Regions from separate parts of the Sus scrofa genome. Here regions 2 and 3 are each linked to region 1. The links are chromatin contacts, called in public Hi-C and HiChIP or PLAC-seq maps. All regions are on one chromosome and are shown on one strand. Each heading gives the region's core, a stretch centred on a gene start, on an enhancer-like site or on the middle of the called end of the contact. The rest is flanking DNA. Distances are from core to core; before and after follow the strand shown.

Evidence for each region. A called contact is a pair of places that touch in the nucleus more often than the background predicts. HiChIP or PLAC-seq counts read pairs in DNA pulled down with a chosen protein or histone mark.
Region 2: a contact with region 1 is called in a Hi-C map of embryonic fibroblasts, with 1.6 times the contacts expected there. The contact joins the promoter of SEPT8 here to the promoter of HSPA4 in region 1. A contact is called at or near these places in 3 of 47 Hi-C or Micro-C datasets (embryonic fibroblasts, heart right ventricle and mesenteric adipose tissue) and 1 of 2 datasets of contacts at active chromatin or transcription factors (skeletal muscle).
Region 3: a contact with region 1 is called in an H3K27ac HiChIP or PLAC-seq map of skeletal muscle. The contact joins the promoter of SHROOM1 here to the promoter of HSPA4 in region 1. A contact is called at or near these places in 2 of 5 promoter capture datasets (both in liver), 5 of 47 Hi-C or Micro-C datasets (fetal liver, heart right ventricle, liver and 2 more) and 1 of 2 datasets of contacts at active chromatin or transcription factors (skeletal muscle).

What each region holds. Positions count from the first base shown.
Region 1 is chr2:135,343,871-135,347,509 of Sscrofa11.1, reverse strand. It overlaps HSPA4 (heat shock 70 kDa protein 4), which reads right to left and starts at 1,786. Exons shown (of 19, transcript XM_005661654.3): 1 at 1,327-1,786. The coding sequence starts at 1,433.
Region 2 is chr2:135,102,435-135,106,073 of Sscrofa11.1, reverse strand. It overlaps SEPT8 (septin-8), which reads left to right and starts at 1,609. Exons shown (of 10, transcript XM_013995121.2): 1 at 1,609-1,863. The coding sequence starts at 1,834.
Region 3 is chr2:135,150,865-135,154,503 of Sscrofa11.1, reverse strand. It overlaps SHROOM1 (protein Shroom1), which reads left to right and starts at 1,964. Exons shown (of 8, transcript XM_021084746.1): 1 at 1,964-2,592; 2 at 2,595-2,986; 3 at 3,078-3,136; 4 at 3,367-3,576. The coding sequence starts at 2,010. It overlaps LOC102159960 (a long non-coding RNA gene), which reads right to left and starts at 2,054. Exons shown (of 6, transcript XR_002341904.1): 1 at 1,963-2,054; 2 at 1,792-1,869; 3 at 1,354-1,407; 4 at 342-1,057; 5 at 80-155.

The DNA.
Region 1 (3,639 bases), core at 537-3,036:
ACTATGGTTTTGAATCTGGGGTGGATTTTCCCGGAAGCGCTTGAGTTAGGTGTAAAAAAAGGGGGCAGAAGGAGTTCCCTAGTGGCTCAGTGGGTTAAGCAGCTGGCTTTGTCACTGCAGTGGCAAGGACTGGATCCCTGGCGTGGGAATTTTCACATGCCACAAGGACGGCGAAATAAAATAAGGAGCAGAAATTTGACAAGTTCAAGGGAAACGTGAGTCTTCTGGGTAGCAATGATCAGCCTAGTAAACAGAGCAAGAGACTTGGCCAGAAATCTGTGGCTGAAGAAAACCAACAAAAGGGGGGGGGGGGGAATAGGCCTTAGAAAAGAGGCCCTTTATGACACACATATATGATGTATCAAATATGAGAATCTAACAAATATGAAACTTCAAAAAAATTTTGTCCGAAAGGAAAACAATAGATTGAAACATATCTCTAGGAATTCAAAAAGTAGACTCTTAACTCTAACCAAGGAAAGGCCTGGGTGAGTCATGATTTTTTTAGCGCTGTGTCTATACTGGTCCCATAACTTACTATAGGTTCTAAAAGTCGAAGTGAGCCCCTGAGTCATTCATTAACAATTGCGGCCAACACCCCGGATGGAATGCATTACCCTGAGAATGGAACGCTGTTAAGGGTGGATGCATACAGAATGATAACAGAAAATGACCCAACGTGGTTCAATTTACTGAAACGACGTAAAAAATCAAAGTGAATGCAAAGATATCCAAAAGCCATCAAATTTTATTAAATCCATTTCTGCTATCTTTCCGTGCCAACCCAACCTCAAGATCTCCGGTGCTCCGGCTCCCTCTCTTCCGGGCGCCACCCCACCCCCACTCACGTGGGACTCTGGGCGCTCTTAGGGCCGGCGACCGCCAGAACTCGTTCAACTCAACTAACTTTTATTAAGCGCCTGCTGTGTGCAAAACTCCGAACTCTGCGCTGGGCTGAAGAAACGTCAGTACTCCCTGCGCCTATTATGTACTCTCTAAAAGAGGAGCTCGGTCCACCCCACATCCCAGGCCTGCCTTCCCCCCAACTTCTACTCAATACATCCGCAGGTCCAAGTATCCATTCACAGCCTTCCGCCAGCCGGCGGGCCACAGAAAAAAGGCCTCGCCCCTGCTGCAGACCCACACGGTGGTGGTCGCGGCCACCAGTGACCTAAAACCCAATGGAGGTGCCCTACCCACCACGGCCTCGGCTCGGAACGGAGATTACTGCCCGGCCCACGTTCCCCAAACCGCGAGTGGCACAGACCAGAACAAGTGCTACCTCCCCACCCCCCAGTGCACGCGACTGGCCTGGCCCACACTCACGGCGTGCAGCGGTCGCTGTACTCATTAGCGATCGTTTCGATGCCACCGGCGCGGGCTACGGCGACGTAGCAGCTCTGGAACCCAAGGTCTATGCCCACCACCGACATGGCGCCGGCTACAGCTCGGGCTCGAGCCCCGGTCCGGCCGGCAAGACAGGACACGGACCCCGGCGGGGCTGGCGCGCGGAAAGACGGCCGTGTGGGCCGGGGAACCCGGGCTAGTTGGGGAAGTGAGGGTGACCACACGAGCCCCTCGGTTCTTAGAAGGAGAGCCGCGGCGGAGGGCACTGCTCAGACCGGCTCCGGCTCAGCGGCCGCAGAAGGTGCGCCGGTAGCGGGGGCGGAGAAGATCTCGAAAGATCTCGTTGCGACGAGAGTAAAGCTGCAGCGCGAGAACTGCGACGAGATGTTCTCGCGAGACCCCGGCACAGCTGCTTTTCCTTCTGAAGCCCCGCCCCCCGGTTGCGTACATGTTTACGTCACGTCCGGACCCAAAAACCTGGGAAGGGACTAAGCCGCAGAAAAGATGGTAGAGAGGCGGGGCTGGCCAATTGAGCCTGCGCACAGAACCGGCAGCCGCGCTCCTCGCGGCGGCGCGGAACCGAGAAGCAGCTCCTCTTCCAGAAGGAAATAGGAGCGCCGGTTTGAGGCAAAATACTGAGCAAGCGCTGTTGGCCTACTTCCGCCGTTTTTCTTTATTTCAGAGAAAGTTCCGGTTGTGGCACCTCCCGCGCCCCATCTTGTATTGAGCCCGGTAAAATGGGACCGCGCACTAATCCTCAAAGTTGGGAGAGCCTGGTCATCTCGCCTTGGTGGGGTCTGGTGTGTAGAAGAAAAGATTGCTGTTGGGCCCGGGCCCTGAACAGAGGTTTAGTTCAGGTTCTGTTAAAATCAGAGACAGCGCCCTTTGCGAAGGAGGGGAGGAAGTGACTCTCAATCCCACTGCCTTGATTTTTTTTCCCTCAGTCTTGCACCGTTTTCTAAACCGGTCCTGTCCTTAGATGCAGTTGCACCTAAAGGACCTACTGCACTTTAGCCTTTCAATCCCCAACCCATTTTAAGCACCTGTCTTGAACTGGATGCAAGAAACACGCATTCATAGGTACGTTCAGACATATCGGTAGCGCCAGGATTACATGAAGCAGGCACTCTCCCCTGCAGGGGCACCTGGGTAAGCAGGGAGTTGCGGAGAGTTATGATGTGTTCCTGGTATAGAGAGGAAGCCAGCTGGCAATCAGGAAGCAACTCTACGTAATGAGCATTTCTAATAAATCGCTTGAAGAAGTCTTAGAATACCAGGAATCTGAATCTCTGTGTCTCCAGTAATTTGATATGATTTCTTGTTCTAAGTATCTATTTTATGATTTTTTAAGGGCCCCCAACATTGTGTAAGCTTCAACCCCACAAAACCTGAATCCAACCAGTAACAGGAGTAGCTAAACAAGTAAATGGGATCCCCGTACAGGGTGGCAACTGTTACAACACAGAATGCTGGACACTAGGAAAAATAAAAGGCTGCTTTCAAGTTAGAAAAAAAGTAATAGCTAGCTAGTCTGGGTTGAAAAGAACTGCAGGAAGTACTGCTACTAGGTAGGCTGAATTGAAGACCTCCATCTCAGAGCTCAATCAATTATATTGGACCACTTAATAAAGTGGATAAACAAAGACAAAAGTAAATTTTCCCAAACCTCTGCGTTTGCTGTGTCAATGAAAAATCAATTACTTGTTCTAAGAAAGAAATGGAGGAGTTCCCTGGTGGTTCAGTAGGTTGAGGATCCTGCATTGTCACTGCTATAACACATGTTGAATCCTTGGCCCCGGGAACTTTGGCATGCTTCGGGTGCAGCCAAAAAAAAAAAGGAAAAATTTTATTTGAGCCAGATTTGAGGATTATAATCCAGAGGAGCATCTCAGAAAGCTCTGAGAAGTGTTCCCCTCTTTAGAAGTCTTGGCACAGTTATGTTTTTAGAGACAGAGGGCTGTACATTAAATGACATATTATTGGGAGTCCCCATTGTGGCACAGGGCAAACAAATCTGACTAGTATGCATGAGGATGCGGGTTCGATCCCTGGCCTCACTCAGTGGGTCGGGTGTCCCGAGTTGCTGTGAGCTGTGGTGTAGGTTGCAGACGTGGCTCAGATGCCAAATTGCTGTGGCTGTGGCATAGGCCAGCAGCTGTAGCTGTGATTCAACCCCTAGCCTGGGAACTTCCATATGCTTTTTAGTGCAGCCCTAAAAAGCAAAAAAAAAAAAAAAAAAAAAAAAAGACAAAAAATTCTTGTCTTGCCATAAAATAGGAATCTTATTTCACA
Region 2 (3,639 bases), core at 360-2,859, 240 kb after region 1:
AAATAGCAGATCTGGTCCAGGCTGATCAACACAACACCAACTGACCACACATCTCGCTCCCTCTCTCTCTCTCTCTCTCTGGGCTTTGAAATTAAGGTTTTTGTAGTCTAGAGAAGGAGATTTGATTAAGCATTTTATTTCAAGTGTAGAGGAGAGCCCTTATTTTCCTGAGTTGAATCCTGTGGCAGAGGTACTCTAATTAGCCTCAGTTTTAGGAGGAGGAAGGGGAGGCACAGGTAAGTAAATTGCCTGAGGTTAAAAAGCTGGCAAGGGATGGAGGCAGGATTCCAACCCAGGTCGTTTGTTTGCCTTGGGTCCAGCACCCTTAACCACAGCTTTGCCTGTTTCTCGCAGATAACTACAATACAGCATGGGAGACACTGCGAGAGGGAGGCACAGAGTGAACACTGAATCAGAAAGGACCAGCAAGATGTCATTTCACCTTAGTGACCTGCTACAATGTGCCCTGGAGAGAAGGAAGACGAAAGCTACTTCAAGGGGACAGGGTCAACTACCTGAAAGCCAGTGGAAGGGCAGGGAGGAGCTCCTCTTAAAGCCAGGTGTGCCAAGCCCAGATGTGGTCCTCGGACACCTTCAACCACGACAAGTTCCTGAGTCAGAGGGACAGGCTGGGCTGTTTCTCAGGAAAATCTTGGTGGGTGGGAAGGGTGTGGAGGGTGGACCCACCCAGGTTGAGGCCATTGAAATAGCAGGAGACAAGCCTTGCTACCTTCCCAAAGAGAGAGCAGACAGAGAGGCAGAGGGAATGACAAAATAAGGAGGGTTTTGGAGGATTCGGAGCTGGATTTTAGAAGGCTAGTCATTGAATAGGACCAGAGTCCCCTGAAGGCCTTTGGCTTGGGCAGAGGTATTAGTTTTCTAAGTTTTGTGCGTGTTTTGAGTAGTGGGATTCGCAGAGAGAATGCGCATGCATTGGGAGCTGCAGTCTTCCTTGCGCGGTGCCCAGACTCCATTAAGACCTCGCCCGAAACCCTTAGGGGTAGGCAGGGTGACGGTCACTTGTTATCTGATGTCTTGAATGCCGAACTCGGCTTGTCTATTGCACGAATCTGAGCCTGAACTGCGCATCCTGCAACTTCATTGCGCAAGGAGCCGAAGGCTGGTCCCTGGCCCGGGAAGGCCGCCCAGCCGGACGCGCGGGTCCCGCCCCGGGTGCCGCCCTGGCTCGGACCAGAGCATCAGGTGGGGCCCAGCGTACGGCCATAAGAGGCTGAGGCGGCCTCTCCTGGACCCGACGGGCCGCACGCAATCCGCCGACACTCTGGCTGGTGGTCTCCGTGTATTTGCAGGCTCTGACCGGGTGGAGGCGGCTTGGGGGAGACCTCGAGGGCGCACGCCGCACCCTACTCTTCTCGGCACCGAGCGGGCTTCCTAGCGCGGAGGCGCGGGACACTCCCTCCCGGCCTCGTCCCCAGCCTCCCAGGGACACGCGGCAGGCCGGCGGGCACTGGCCCGGGTCCCCAGGCACGGCCCTCCTGGCCCCCCAACTTCGGGACTACAAGTCCCAGCAGTCCTCGCAGTTGGCACCTCCCGCCTCGCCGCGGAGACCCCCGGCCGTGCCCGCGCTGGGGCTCGGGCTGCGCTCGCGGCGGGGCCAGGCGGGGAGGCCGGTCCCGCGGGCGGGGGCGGGGGCGGCTCCGCGGCTTCTCCCGCCGCCGCCGCCGCCGCTGCCGCCAAGGGGAGTTTCCAGGAAGTGGCCATATTGGATCCATTCAGCCGCAGCCGCCCGGGCGGAGCGCGTCCCGCAGCCGGCTGGTCCCTGTCGCGGCCCGGGTGCTCGGCCCGGCCCGCCTGCCCGGTGCGGAGCTCGCCATGGCGGCCACTGACCTGGAGCGCTTCTCGGTGAGGGCCCCGCTGGGCCGCGGCGCGCGCGAGAGGCGCGGGGAGGGGGCCGCGTGCCGCTGGCCGGGGGCGCGAGCCGGGCTGTCAGTGCCGCGCGAGCCGGCCTCGACTCCGGGCGGGCCGGGGGCGCACGAGCTGGCTCTCCGAGCAGCGCTAGCCTCGGGACCTGGGGCGTCGGGCGGGGGCGCCTCGCCGGGCGGCTGGCGGGGTCGCTCTGCTTGGGCGAAGGCGAGGCGGACTCCTTTCGCGGAAAGGAGCACATAAATATCCGCCTGGTTCCGGCCAGGTGCGAGGACAGACCGGAGCCCCGGGCGCCGGAGGGGAGGATCCAGGTTCTTCCAAAGCCCCGTCTCCCTGCCTGTTTCTGCACGGCGGGGGAGACCCCTGGCCGCGCAGGTGCTGCTGGCTGGGCTCAGGATGAAGCCCTAGGGGTCCGAGGGAGTCCCTCAAGTGAGCCAAGGGCAGTTGCAGACTTGGGTCCTGAAGACCCAAGGTCCTGGCCCTGCGTCTCCCAACCTCAGCCTGCACCCCAACCCAAGCGGCCGGATCCCGGGTGCGATTCCAGGCAGGTCCGGCCTCAGTGGTAGGGTCGGAGGCAGCCATTCCCCAGAAACTGGAGAGATTCCAGATTCAGCCCAGTGGATGTTTGCTTGAGCCCCAGGTCGGGTATGCCTTCTGCAGGGCTCACATCTCTGGTGGTCCCTCCAGAGGTCTCTCCGGGCCCGAGCCGGCCTGTAGCCTATTTTCTAAAGGCTTTTATAATTCACCCGAGGGGAGAGGGGACTCTCGGGGGTCGTGGCTGCATGTCCCCTGATTCTAAGGCTGAATTTGGGTGTGTCTGGGAGGTTGGGCTCTGACAGTGAAGGAAGCTGTGTCCTCTTGCCAGCATGTGAGGCCCTGGTCGTTGTAAGGGAGAGTCGGGAGATGTTGGGGGTGGGGGGAAATGCTAAATATATGACCGATAAGGAATTGGTTCTGGGGCTAAATAAGGGATCCGGGACTTACGTAATTAATGCTATAAATACTGCCATCCGAATTTATATATGTAAATTTTCTCTTTCATCTGAAAATACATTTGTTGGTCTACTTTGGAAATAGGGGTAACTAAAGCAGAGACTCTTGGTTTCATAATTTCTATACTGGAGTGTTTCATTTCCAGTGGAGAGGGGGCTGCGAGTCAGTTCAGTAAGTTTGAATACAGGCGGAGCAGGTTCAGAGCTTGGCCTGCACAGTAAATAGGAATTTATGTACCCCAGGAGGGCTGCACGTGAATCCCGACAGACCTGCTGGTTAGCTGGAGGCCAAGAGACCTGTGTGTGTTTACACATCTCTCCCTGCGTGTCTGTGTGCATGTTCTGTGCCCTGCTGAGCAGAAAGTTATGTCTGGGTTCTGTCTCTCCGTGGCCAGAGGTTGCTCTAACAGGACTCTTGCGGATGGAAGGGGTGTGTAGCGTAACTAGAATCAGACGCCCCAATGTGAATCCTGGACTCGCGTTGGCCACGTGACCTTGAGCAATTTGTTTAAGCTTTCAGTGTTCTCACCTGTACAATGGGATAAGAGTACTGCCTTTCCCATAGGGTGATTAGAAGGATTTAATGAGAGGATCCAGGTCAGGTAGTCAGAGCAGTGACTGGCACGTGGTAGGCACATCACAGGGTACATTCTCCCCAGCGCGCATGTGGCTTTGAAGACTGGCTCTCTGTGTAAGAAGGCAGCAGCGAATGGGTTTGCTCCGTTACAGGGCCCCCTCTCCAGGGGCCACCATCCCTGAGAGA
Region 3 (3,639 bases), core at 715-3,214, 190 kb after region 1:
TATTTACCATTTTAGAATTTTTTTTTTTTTTTTAAGTTTAGGGAAGAGAGAGGGCTAGTGTCTGGTTGGAGGGGTTTACCTAGAGTAGGTGACAGTCCTCCCAGGGGCTGCTCCTCAGGGTGGCTTCTTGTCTTTCTGAAGTCATAGAAACTGCTCTGCAAAAGTGGTCCCAAGCTTGAGTGTGAGGACCAACCTGCAAGGCTGGCCTTAGTGGGCACAAAGATGCCACCAGGTGGGTTCTGGTACCAGGTCAGCTAAGACCCCCCACCCCCGGGGAATGTTGCAGGTACTGCCTCTCCCTTCTAGGAAACACCATATCCTCCCACCACTGACCTCCCTACCTTCCCTAACCAGCAATCTGCAGCATCTGGGATGTTGGTGATCCTGGGCTTCAGAAGTATCTAGGAGACTCAGATAAGCCTGTTTTTCAGTTTCCACCCCAGCTCTGGGCCACCTTCCTCTGTACTCCCCATCAAGCAGCTCAGGGAAGGCAAGCCCCTACCCCCTCCAGTCCCCATAGCCCATAGGGAGCTCCTGGTTCCAAGACTCAAAGCTGCTTTCACCCTTATCCAGGCACACCCACCCAGTCCCTCCCCTCACTCCTCCTCCTGGCACTGGGGAAGTATTGATTTCTGGCTGTTCCTGCTCCAAGCTGGGCTTGCCCGCTCCTTTGGTTCCCAACAACTGGAGTCACATGATCAGTGTGCATGGTGGCAACTGCCTCACTCATTCTGTCCCCTTCCTCAGAAAAGACAAGTAGGGAGAGAAGAGTGGCTAGAAGCAAAGGTGCCCTCTTCCTTCCTACCCCCCATCTACTCCTTGTAAGGCTGCTCCATTCCTTGTCATTCAACAAATATTTATCATCATTACCTGCCAGGCACTGACGGTACAGAGATGTGTAAGCGCAGGGCCTGTCCTCAGGAAGCTCAGGGGTGGACATGGGGAGACTGAATCACTAGTACACGGCCGCCAATCAATGTAGGGTTGACTGCTGTGATGGGGGAAGGCTCAGGAACCGCTGGGAACCCGAAAGGTCAGGAGACCTCTAAGCTGAGCCCTGTAGGAGCAAGAGTGGCAGGACAAAGAGACCGGTGAGCCTGTCATTCCTAGACAAAAGGCAGAGGCTCCCAAGCAGGGGACATATTATCCAGGAATCTGCCAGTATTTTGAAGCGGCGGGGAGGGGGGGTCACCATTTACCACAGTGGAGTCTGGGCTTTGTTGGAGGCTTCAGGCATCTGGGGGGTGGGTGGGGTTAAACTGGCTTTCAGCAGGGTTTGCTTCTAGGAAATCGATTCTGGCTGCAGTAAGTTTGGAGGCAGGCCCAGATTCCAGGCAGGGATCTGACTCTTACCAGCTGTGTGCCTCTGGGCAAATCATTTCTCCCTCAGAACCTCGGTGTCCTCATCTGTAAAAATGCAGACAGCACTTGTGAGGGTCAAGATAAATATTTATTGAAAGCACCTGGAGCACAACCAGCCCAGAGGGAGGGAGGAAGGCTCTGAAGCTGCTCCTGCCACCTGACCCGGCCTCCCCCACCTCCTTTCTTTGTTGGCCTGCGATCTCGGACTTGATCTCGGATCTTGACCATTGTTTATCAGGGAAAGATCACAGGGAGAAGCTAACAAAGCTGCCAGGAAGCAGCCTGGGTGGGACAGGCTGGGGGAGGGAAGGAGTATGGGTACATGCAGCGCTCCAGAAGGTGCCAGGGTAGAGCCAGGGCTGCTAGCCAAGAGCGCGCCCCAGCGGGGAATGGGCTAGTCGCCAAGAATAAGTGAACTAAGGCCCTCACCCTCCATAGTGGCTCCCTTGGTCCTACTGCCCTTGCTAGCCCCGACTAAGGGGGTGACAAATGCTGGCGCCAAGGATCCTGTGGCCAGAGAGAGGATGTGTAAGCACCAGGCCCTCTGTGATGGAGGGGCCAGCAGGCTGCCCCAACCCTTCCCAGGAGCGCCTCACCCACCGCACCACGTCTGCTCTTCCAGGCCAGCCTCGGCCCTCGTCGGAGCCATGGAGGCCCTGGGTCCTGGAGGCGACCGCGCCTCCCCAGCCTCATCCACTCGCAGCCTGGACTTGCGGCGGCTGTCTGCGCGCGCTGACTCGGCCTACGGCTCTTTCTCCGCCGCCTCCGGCGGTCCGGAGCCGCGCACACCTTCGCCGGGGACCCGCCCGCTCCCCTACCTGGACTGGGACTACGTGCGCGTGGTCTGGGGAGGCCCGGCCCCCGCCGCGCCCGCCGCGGGCCCTCGCACCTGCCCGCAGCCCCGGCCTGCGGCGGCCGCGCACAGCGGGCCGCGTCCCCCTGAGCTCCAGGGCACCCCAGGGCCTCTCAGCCGCCACGCCACCCCGCTGCTGTACGCGCTGGCGGCCGAGGCGGAGGCCGCGGCGCGGGCCGCCGAGCCGCCCAGCCCGCCGGCCTCGCGGGCCGCCTACCGCCAGCGGCTGCAGGGCGCGCAGCGGCGAGTGCTCCGGGAGACGTCCTTCCAGCGCAAGGAGCTCCGCATGAGCCTGCCCGCCCGCCTGCGGCCCGCGGCCCCCGTGCGGCCCTCCGCCGCGCACCCGCGCTCCGCCTCGCTCAGCCACCCCGGGGGGAAGTGGAGCCGCCGCGCCCCGGGGCTCCCGGGCCGGGAACCTCTGGCCGGGGACGCCTGGCCAACCAGCAGCGGAAGTGGTGCTTCTCCGAGCCGGGGAAGCTGGATCGCGTGGGTCAGGGGGGTGCGCCGGCCAGGGAATGTTCGGGGGAGGCCCGCTCCAGCTCAGGCCTTGGGAGGCTGGAGCCCCAGGAAGAGCAGCCGCGGACCCCGGCGGAGTTCGATGGTCACCAGATCAGGTGGCTGCCTGTGACCCAGCCCCGAGACATCGAGGACCCGAAACCCCGGTCCTTGAGGCTCGGCCATGGCTACAGACCTGCCGGTCGGAGTTGGAGCGCTTCAGGAGAAGTCTTGGCCCCGTGGGGAAGTTCAGGAGGGGTCATGCCCATTCCGCAGGTATGGAAGATGGGGGTTGCCAGCTTGGGATGGGGGCAGCTGGAAGACTGAAAACCTGAGCAACATTTCATCCATCTGCTTGCCTTTCCAGGCTGTTCCCCAAGGAGCAGAAACCACCAGCAGACCGTTGTTTCTGACCAAACGTTCTAGGTGAGAGACATGGACCCCTCTGGGGAATGAAAGCTGGGGGCAGGCAGCTTTCATAGATCCTGCCCAAGAAAGAAGAGGGCCTCCCACTTAGCCTCAGTTTGAACCTTCTGACCCTCTTTTGCAAACCACATCTCCTAATCCCTGCCCCCCAACACCCTACTGTTCCTCTGGTGCAGAACCAGGGTCATCTTTCCTGGTGACTGTGGTCAGTGTGGGGTCCCTGCCTCCAGGTTTCTGACTGAGAAAGATGCTGCAGAGGTGTGTCCTGCAGAGGGCCCCCAGAGCAGCCCCTCTGACGGTGAGCAGAATGTCTCAGAGAACTGCAAGGTGTCTGTTCGGCTTCCTTCCCTTCCTGATGATGAGGTTTTCCTGGAAGAAGCCCCGCTGGTCAGAATGAGATCACCTGCAGACTCCTGCGCTCCCTTGGGGCTCCCATCCAGGTGAATTCCCTGGGGCTTTTAAGCAAAGTGAGACACCCCGCTTCCTACACGCGTCTACAGAAT